Linked DNA regions of Drosophila melanogaster: region 1 is linked to region 2. The links are chromatin contacts, called in public HiChIP or PLAC-seq maps. All regions are on one chromosome and are shown on one strand. The core of a region is the stretch at or near the end of the contact, and the rest is flanking DNA. Distances in the headings are between cores, read along the strand shown. Region 1 holds the start of Rilpl (Rab interacting lysosomal protein like). Region 2 holds the start of Tsp2A (Tetraspanin 2A).

Region 1 (4,184 bases), core at 1,548-4,047, 47 kb before region 2:
GATTTTTGAAACACGTGCACATGTGGGGGCTGTGGTATGTTTGGAGTCTTATGTGGTAGTCGTTAATCAAGTTAGAATAAATCGAAGGTACGAAAAATACAAAGTGGATTCGTATTAAATATATCCAGTACAGTTAGGGGTTACGAGTTACGAATAAAACGCGTATTACGTAAACAAAATTGCATAACAACTTAGAATTATGAGGGCACAGCAATCGAGTGTGTAAACTATGTATGTACAGCTCAGGCGGAGCAGGTGAATGGCGAGGGACAGGGTCAGATACAGGCTGTTGCCTAAACTAAATGTAAACGTAATCGTAAGACGTAAAAGTAAAAAATAAATAATAAATTAGGATGCAAGATGCAGGGGTGCGGGGGGCAGTGCAAACGGAACGGAACGGAATGGAACGGAAACGGAAAAACAGAAAACAAACGAAAAGTGAAATGCACGCCAACTCGGATGCTTTAAGGGGCGCTTACTTCGCCGCTGCGGAGGCGGAAACGGAACCGGGCGTGGCCGACAGCGCCATCTTGGAGAGCGTGGCCAAGGAACGTTTCGGGAACGTGTTGCTGCCGTCCGACGGGTCCGAGAACAGCTTCCGGAAGCTACAATGCAGAAAGTGAATCGAGAGCTCTACGCCGATTGAATGCCACTTACAATTTGCGTATTCCCGACTCGGAGCTCTTCTTCCAGGGCGCATCGTCCGGCTCGTAGGGCAAAGGGCCCTGCACGGGCGCATCGTGTCCAGGTGGCCTGAAAAGCGATGCACTATGTATGTACTTAAGTAATCATAACTAGGGATAGTAATTAGCTATAAAAACTCAAAAATAATCAACATATAGATCCGAATCCAACGATTTGTTTGACTCCCAATTGTGCCATTTACCAGTTACCTGCTGACCTTGCGAAAAAACACGCAAATATATACGTTTAAGCTCTGAATCACCTGCCAATTAAACGTTTGCATCATAGGGTCTATTTGAATATTGTTAGCACTGAGCAACAACAAAAGAATGACTCAGGCTGAAAATGCTTGTTCGTTAATCACTTTGACTCAAGCGGTCGTTCATAAATTCTTGTTTTCTCTGGTGAGGGACCACAAAACTAAAGGATGTAACAGAAATGGGCTCACTCACGTTTCTCCGGCCGCTGGTGGCTCCAGCTCGTTCGCCTCGGCAGCCGCCTCCTCCTCGTCGTCGTCATCATCGTTGTCCGCCACGTGACCATCGTCGTCCTCATCGCTATCGTCGGAGCTGGAGAAGTGACGCTGCCGCTTGCCCTTCGCCTGGCTTGGTGGCTTCAGCTCCGCCAGCTGCTCGTTGAGGGTGTCGATGGTGGTCAGCAGCTCATCGCGCTCGCTAATCAACTCTTTCAGCTCGCGCGTGGTGTACCGCGGCCGGTTGGGATCGTTCTGGCCATCGTCGTACGAGGCCACCAAATCCTCATTCTCCTTTTCGGCCAGGCCCAATCGCTTGCGCAGTTGGTTGATCTCCCGGCTCTGGTCCTGCAGCTGGGCAAGAAAGTCGGCGCGCTCCTCGCACAGCGTCTTCACTTGGGCCTGCATCAGCTTGTGGCGGCGCCGGGTATCTCGCTCTGATGCCTTCAGACGCTCCGCCTGGATATTGAGCTGGGAAGGGTTAGTTAAGAATACGTTAGCTGGGAATATGAGCACCTATCCTTAAGGACACTCACGTGCTCCAGCTCGCTGTACTTGTCCTGCAGCTCACGCTCGCGGTGCTTCAACTCGTCGCGCTGCTTGTATATCTGCTCCTTCAGCCGTTGCAGCACTTGAGTATCCGAAAGAGCGCTGTGCAGCTCGTGGTTGGTCATGCTGATAATGCTCTCGGTGAGACTGGCCCCCAGGCCGGAGCTCTGGGCGGACGATGACTGCAGATCCTGAGTCTGCTTTACCAGCCGCTTGTTCTCGTCTTGCAGCGAGGAGACGAGATCGACCAGCTCGTTGGTCTCGCTGCGCCACTGCTCTTCGATCAGCTCCAGCTCCTTGTCGAACCGCCGCCGGAACTCGGCCTTCTCCAGCTTCTCGCTCTCCAGCTGGGCCACCTTATCGCGCAGCTCCTGGATGGTGGCGTTCTCGCGCTCGTTCTTCGTGGCCAGCGCCTCCAACAGCTCCAGGGTGTTGATGATCTTGGGCATCAGCCCGCTGACGGCGTCCGTGCCGAAGCGGTCCATGATCCGCTCGTACTCCTTGCCAATGTCGGAGGCCAAGTCGTACACATCGACCACGCCGATGTCGTCGATGGCGTCCAGGACCATTTCACCCATCTCATTGAGGTGAAAGCCGGGCATCCAGGTGGTCGCTCAGATAATCTGTGACTCCTGCCAAGCGCTGTATCACTTGTTTACTTGCTCACACTTGCTCACTGGACTCTGTGTTCACTGAAGACCAGCTTCAGTTGTCGCCTCTTTCCACGGTGTCCTGCTCCTCGGAGTTGCTTCGGGAATCGCTGCACCAGCTGACAGGGATTTTTCTTTCGCTAGCAGGACAAGTGTGCGTGTGCGTGTACGTGCGCCAGGTGTTGGTTTTCCAAGTGCTTTAAGGGAGGGGGGGAATCCGCAATCCGAAGTACGGAATTCGCACTTCGCAATTCACAGTTGGCGCACACAGACTGCACAGTAGTGTGCGTGGGAGTGGCAGTGCTCACTTCATTCACTCTAGTTGTTACTGCCGCCGAGTCGCTTTTCGCTGCCGATTCCCACATAAACAATCCGACTTTCCGCAATTTATTTGCACAATTTTTGCTGAACCGAACTGGAACTGATGAGTAACGAATAACTGGTTCGCGGGCGCCCATATGTGCGAACCAGTTCCCAGATGAGCAGTCGGTTGCGCAGTCTGGTAGCGCTTTGTGCTGGCTGGTCAGTGTTGGGCAACGCCAATTCGTTTGGCGCCAAATGAAGAGCAGCTTAAGCGAGCAAAATGAGCGTAAGTGCCAAAATGTTAAGCCTTAAACGAAATTTTACTATCCAAAAGTCAACAGGCTGGGCCACAAAGTAAATTCATTGTTTTATTAATAAGTTCTTGTTTACAAAATTGTATAAATAGTTTTGTTTTCTTGGTTTTCAGTTTCGTTTGGTGTGTGCTTCCTTGTAAATTGTGGTTACTGGGTCTGGATAGGCAATTAATTGTATTTTACACGTACAGTAGCACTAACACTAACTAAATGGTTTGTGTGCCACATTTACACAGTTATGCAGCGGCGACTAGCAAGTTTCTTCTCTTTACACCATTTCAAATCATTGGTTTGGTTTCACTGGTTCATTAAGTACATAAATTAGCTACAGTTCCTTCAATGCTTTCCTCGGGGGAACAATCTAAGCGATATAAAAAAATAATACACAAGTTCTCGGCTAGGCGTAACAATTTCGATTTCTTTTCTGTAGCTCTTTCGTTCTTCACTTTTGACTTTAGGGACTAGATTAGGAACCACATTTGTACATTTCATTTTCATGCGTTCTTAGCTGCTCGATCTCTAATTAAGTAAGTAAGTAAGGTCTAGTTTTGTAAAGTAAATGTACATTCAAGATAGTCACCTTCTTCTTCTTATTCTTTTTGGTAGCAGCTCGTAGGAAAACTTAAAAATAAACACGTTACATGTATAGAAAAAAAAAGGCAATAAAAAAATAGGCGACGCAAGACATTTTAAAATGAGATGAATCGCTATGTTTCAGTTAGGCTGGCAAATAAATAGTGGGTCGCGAGTGGTTATGACCGGTTATTTCAGCAGGTCCTTTGGCAAGCATTTTCGATGGCAAGGCCCCAATCTTGGTTTCTGTTTTGGCACTCAAACTGGGCGTAAATAAATATATATGGTAAAATTAATGTTACAAAGTGGTTGCGTCAATCCATGGTAGCAAGTATAAAATTAGCAAACTAGACAAAATACTAGCACCCCTCCTGGGGATCCTGATTCTGCTGCAGGGCCAGCTGCCTCAGGAGCTCGGAGGTGACTTCCTGGCGCTTCGAGCGCTTCGCTGGCGGCGGAGAGGAGTGGGGCGGTGTATCTGGCGACGACAGGCCGCCCACCACGCCAACATCCCTGACCAAGGCATCCTGTGAGTCATCTTCGTCTACATCGTCTTCCTCGTCTTCGTCGGGTAGCGTCAGGTCCGTTATGGCCTGGTCACGGTTCTCGCCATCGTCCTCCGACTGCTCGTCCTCCCTA
Region 2 (4,462 bases), core at 909-3,408:
GGTGGATCAGCGCCACCTACTGGGGCTCTTACGTGGTGCAGCGGACATCGAAGAGCAGGTGCAGCAGCTGTACGAGCACACGCGCCTGAATGAGCTGGGAATCCGTATGCGCTTTCTAGCCGCCCTACAGGTGCAGCAGGCCATTGCCGGCATGTTTCCCGCCGCCCAGGCACAGCCCTTTGGCTCGTCGGTCAACGGATTTGGGCGAATGGGCTGCGACCTGGACCTCATCCTGCGCTTTGACAGCGATATGGGAGCTAAGATCCCACTGGAGGCGGCGGTGCCCTCGCGACTCGTGTACCACACCAAGGAGAACCTGAGCAACGGACGCTCGCAGACGCAAAGGCACATGGAATGTTTTGGAGATATGCTGCATCTGTTCCTGCCCGGCGTGTGCCATGTGAGACGTATTTTGCAGGCGAGGGTGCCCATCATCAAGTACCACCATGAGCATCTGGACCTGGAGGTGGACCTCTCCATGAGTAACCTGTAAGTGCTATGTGCTAAGTGCTGTGTGCCTGCTTATACCACCATTCGTCTGTCTGTTGGCAAGCAATCTGTGATTCCCGTCCGCTGAGACACCTTTCCTTGTGAGGGTCGCAATCTTTATTGTACTTATTGTTCGAACTGGGTATGAATTCTTAGATCTATCGAAGGGTCACTTGTCGCTACTAACTAAATTAACGAGGCTGGTCTTCAGCGGCGGTAGTTGCTGGCCTGTTCCTCCTCCTTTTTGACCGCCTGCACAAGCACAAAGCTCATCACCGCGCAGATGACGTTGAGCAGGCCGAGCGTCATGGCCAGAGCCACAATCCAGCCGGTTTTGCCCTCGAAGAACCAGGTCAGCTCGTCCACGCATCCGTTGAAGAAGGCGTTGCCGCTGACGGTGTCGCGGCAGGAGCTTGGCAGTGGCTGGCGCAGGTCGAGATAATCCCATGGCCCGGTGGCCCCGCAACAACCTATGTTCTCCTGAATCATGGTCAGCACGTAGTTCGAGTACGTATACTCCGATGTGGCCACAAAGCCGCGCAGCGATACATTCAGCAGCGGCTGCAGGCTCGAGTTGATAGTGCTGAACTGCAATAGGACCGCCGACCCGGCCACAATGGCGATGAACCCAAAGACCTGGGTGCCCACGAACACAAACAGAGCCAGGGTGTTCTCCATGAGCGCGCTCAGGCAGCCGAGGAAGCTGACGGCCATCATTACAATGCTGATGCCGATGAGCACGTACACGCCGATGTAGAAGGACTGTGCCTCCAGGATGCGCAGCCAGTCGTTGAAGCCGGGCTCAGCCCTCAACCAGACGGTTAGGGCGAACAGCGCTGTGGATATCATCCAGGCCACGATGTTGAAGCAAAATAGCGTGTATTTCACGCAGCCAATTTGCTTCTCCAGCTGCTCGTCGGAGGCTCCATAGCCGATGCCCATCGTTTCGGAAGCTGCAAGGCAAGAGAAGGATCATTAGGTGGATGATGACAAGTGCGTGATCTGAAAACCCAGGACAAAGGAGGCGCTACTTGATAGAAGCACTATTTAGACGGTGCATTGATCCTTGCTCATTTTCGAGGAGCTCCATTGAGTCACATACCAAAAGCTCGCCCTGGTCGCGCCTATTAATCACGATGTTGCTTGGCATTTATGGTTGATTCTCCCCGCCCTTTCCCGCCGTTCACTGTATCATCGTTGGCCTTATCGGAGCTGTGTTTAGCAAATAGCGTTATCAGCCACGCACTAGATGATTAATACGAGCAATTGCAACACCAAACTATTCAAGAGTATTGAAATGGGCCAGGTACTGGAGCTGCGGGCGTATCCCTGTGCACCTGAGTAACATCCTCCAAGCATCACTTAAAATCAACTTTTGTAAGACGTTTTGTGTAGATACGTTTATCCATTGGGAAACTGTCTTTTGGGTGTGGTACCCATACCGAAATTCAACACTTCTTCAATAGCACTTAAAAAAAATGGACCATCCATTTATCATTTCGTAGAAATGGGAATTTGTAGGCACTTTTTACTAGGATTCACCTTGCTTGGGTCGATTCTCGTGGGGTCGGAAGAAAAAAATAGCTAGCTCAGTGGCGGACTAGAAACAGATGTCCGTTGGGCTCGTTCGTTGAAATCGTTTTGACCAGACTTGCGGCTCGGCTGAGATACGCGGCGGTGACAACATCCAGGCTAGTGGGGCCGTACAGTCAGGCAGGGGAGGGAGAGCGGCCTTAGATAAGAAAGCTTCATCAGCTCGATAAGATAAGATAGCGGCAGGTGGCGATTGCCAAATGTCGTGTATATGTGTAAATGGTACGCTGCTCTCCCGCAGGTGAGCAGGTGAATCAGTTCTCTCCGCGGCACTGACTTCCCTGGCGTGCCGATGGCCATGATTCACATCCCATTCATCCGCCCCTGATAAGTACCCGCTGCACGCATATCCGGCCATTGGTGGGGGTCAGCGGGCTACACACCGCTGGTTGTCTCATTAAACGAGGCCACGCCCGTTTTTACCTTCCCGCCTTTGGGGCGATCAGTATTGCATGTTGGCATTAAATATGTTTTAAGAAGATGGTTTTAAACGCAATCCCTCTTCCAGCACTGGCTTTTATATGTCGGAACTGCTTTACATGTTCGGTGAAATGGATCCGCGCGTACGGCCGTTGACCTTTACCATTCGGCGCTGGGCGCAGACCTGCGGCCTCACGAATCCCTCGCCTGGTCGCTGGATCAGCAACTTCTCGCTCACCTGCCTGGTCATGTTCTTCCTGCAGCAGCTGCGCCAGCCCATCCTTCCCACAATTGGAGCGCTGGCCAAGGCGGCGGAGCCAGGGGACTCGCGGGTCACCGAGGACGGGATCAACTGCACCTTCACCCGGAATGTGGATCGTCTGGGCTTCAGGAGTCGAAACCAAAGCTCGCTGAGCGAGTTGTTGCTGCAGTTCTTCGAGTTCTACTCGCAGTTCGACTTCCACAACCGTGCGATATCTTTGAACGAGGGAAAGCCGCTGTCCAAGCCGGATCACTCGGCCATGTACATCGTAAACCCACTGGAGCAGTTGCTAAATGTGAGCAAAAATGTTAGCCTGGAGGAGTGTGAACGACTGCGCATCGAGGTGCGGAACGCGGCTTGGGTTCTGGAGTCGGAGGTGGAGAATGCCTCCGTTCCGGAGGGCGACGGCCAGGAGCTCTCCTGCGGCCTGTTGAACCTGTTTAAGCATCCCGAAAAGGCCGTCATCCGGCCGAACATGTTCTTCAAGCCGCGCATGGTCGAAGTGAGCGATCTCTTCGAACAGAAGGAGGCGGGAGCAACGTCCAGCTCAACTCCTCCCACACCAGCCATAACCTACAAGAGTGCCTCTGTGCGGCAGCAGGTGCAGAGCATCAAGGCTGCTACGCGCTCCGAACTAAAGCAGCTGCGCGGATCAGGCAGCTCAGTTCCGACGAGCAGTCCCAATAATCGACGGCGAAGCAGGTGATGTTTCCGAGACTGACACCGCCCATGTACATACATACTTAGGATAAGCCACAACTTCACATTCATGGTGAGTCCAGCTTAAGGTTAGGGCAGCCGCCGTTGGCTGAATTGAATGTTGTTCATACTTTAAAACCTCCTGCTAGTTAGGATAAGTCCATGATCGATCCGACTTTGAGTATTGAAACCGATTGTTGTTGACGAATGCGACCAAGTGTGGCAGGGCAGGGAAAGATCGGTGGGGCACGTCAAAAAGAGCCGAAGGAAGCAGTCATTATTTGACTTTGTGGATGAGTAGTTATCCGTAAGACATACTTTCCTAGTTCGAGTAGTTATAATTCTGTTTTTTATGATAATAAAACGAAAATACCGTACTGGCATATAGTTTCTCAATTGGAAAACACCACACAAACTTCCAAACAAGCTCGCTATTCCCCAAGTTGTGCTAAACTAAAGAACAGAAGGCAGGATTTTCGCATTTGTTGAAGATTTTATTGCGTTCTTTCAATGTTACTCGGGATCCACCACATCTTTATCCTTATCGCTACGTGTTACGTGTTTCTGGAGAGCACAGAGAGGTTACTTAAGACCAGATGGCGAGTTTTCTTAGCCGCGAGGACCACCGCCATCCACCCATTGAAGGTTTGTATACAAGTATGCATATGAGGCTGCATTTTTGTGTGTCTGTTCTCAGCTCTTGGTTCCAATTGCGTTTATTTTGATATACATGATCGAGTTTATCGTTCGACTTGCGCGATCATCGCTTTGATTGATCTTTTTACAAAATTTGATACTATGTTTATAGCTTTGTAAATGGGCGTCGATGAGCGTGTGCTGCGCTGCTGCTTCATGTTGTTGTCTATTCCCTAGATTGGTTTTTGTAGATTGTTTAATGTACATAACTAATTGCTTGCTTACGACTTTAATGCTTAATTTTATGCATGTAAATCACGTATTGCATACAAAATTGCCTCCTGTAAAATTAACCAAATTTCG

The links. HiChIP or PLAC-seq counts read pairs in DNA pulled down with a chosen protein or histone mark.
Region 1: a contact with region 2 is called in a Pc HiChIP or PLAC-seq map of the Kc167 cell line, with 2.6 times the contacts expected there. The contact joins the promoter of Rilpl here to the promoter of Tsp2A in region 2. A contact is called at or near these places in 9 of 107 Hi-C or Micro-C datasets (the D17-c3 cell line, the Kc167 cell line, the S2 cell line and 1 more) and 1 of 6 datasets of contacts at active chromatin or transcription factors (the Kc167 cell line).

Annotation. Positions count from the first base shown.
Region 1 is chrX:1,391,667-1,395,850 of dm6, reverse strand. Rilpl (Rab interacting lysosomal protein like) reads right to left here and starts at 2,797. Exons shown (of 4, transcript NM_130554.3): 1 at 1,693-2,797; 2 at 1,137-1,627; 3 at 658-753; 4 at 1-605. The coding sequence starts at 2,307. The coding sequence ends at 476. It overlaps CG32813, which reads right to left. Exons shown (of 4, transcript NM_166885.3): 4 at 3,008-4,184.
Region 2 is chrX:1,344,249-1,348,710 of dm6, reverse strand. It overlaps Tsp2A (Tetraspanin 2A), which reads right to left and starts at 2,158. Exons shown (of 2, transcript NM_080298.4): 1 at 2,032-2,158; 2 at 568-1,442. The coding sequence starts at 1,431. The coding sequence ends at 697. It overlaps MTPAP (mitochondrial poly(A) polymerase), which reads left to right. Exons shown (of 3, transcript NM_130548.3): 2 at 1-489; 3 at 2,591-3,839. The coding sequence ends at 3,470. It overlaps Naa30A (N(alpha)-acetyltransferase 30 A), which reads right to left. Exons shown (of 3, transcript NM_166878.3): 3 at 3,941-4,462.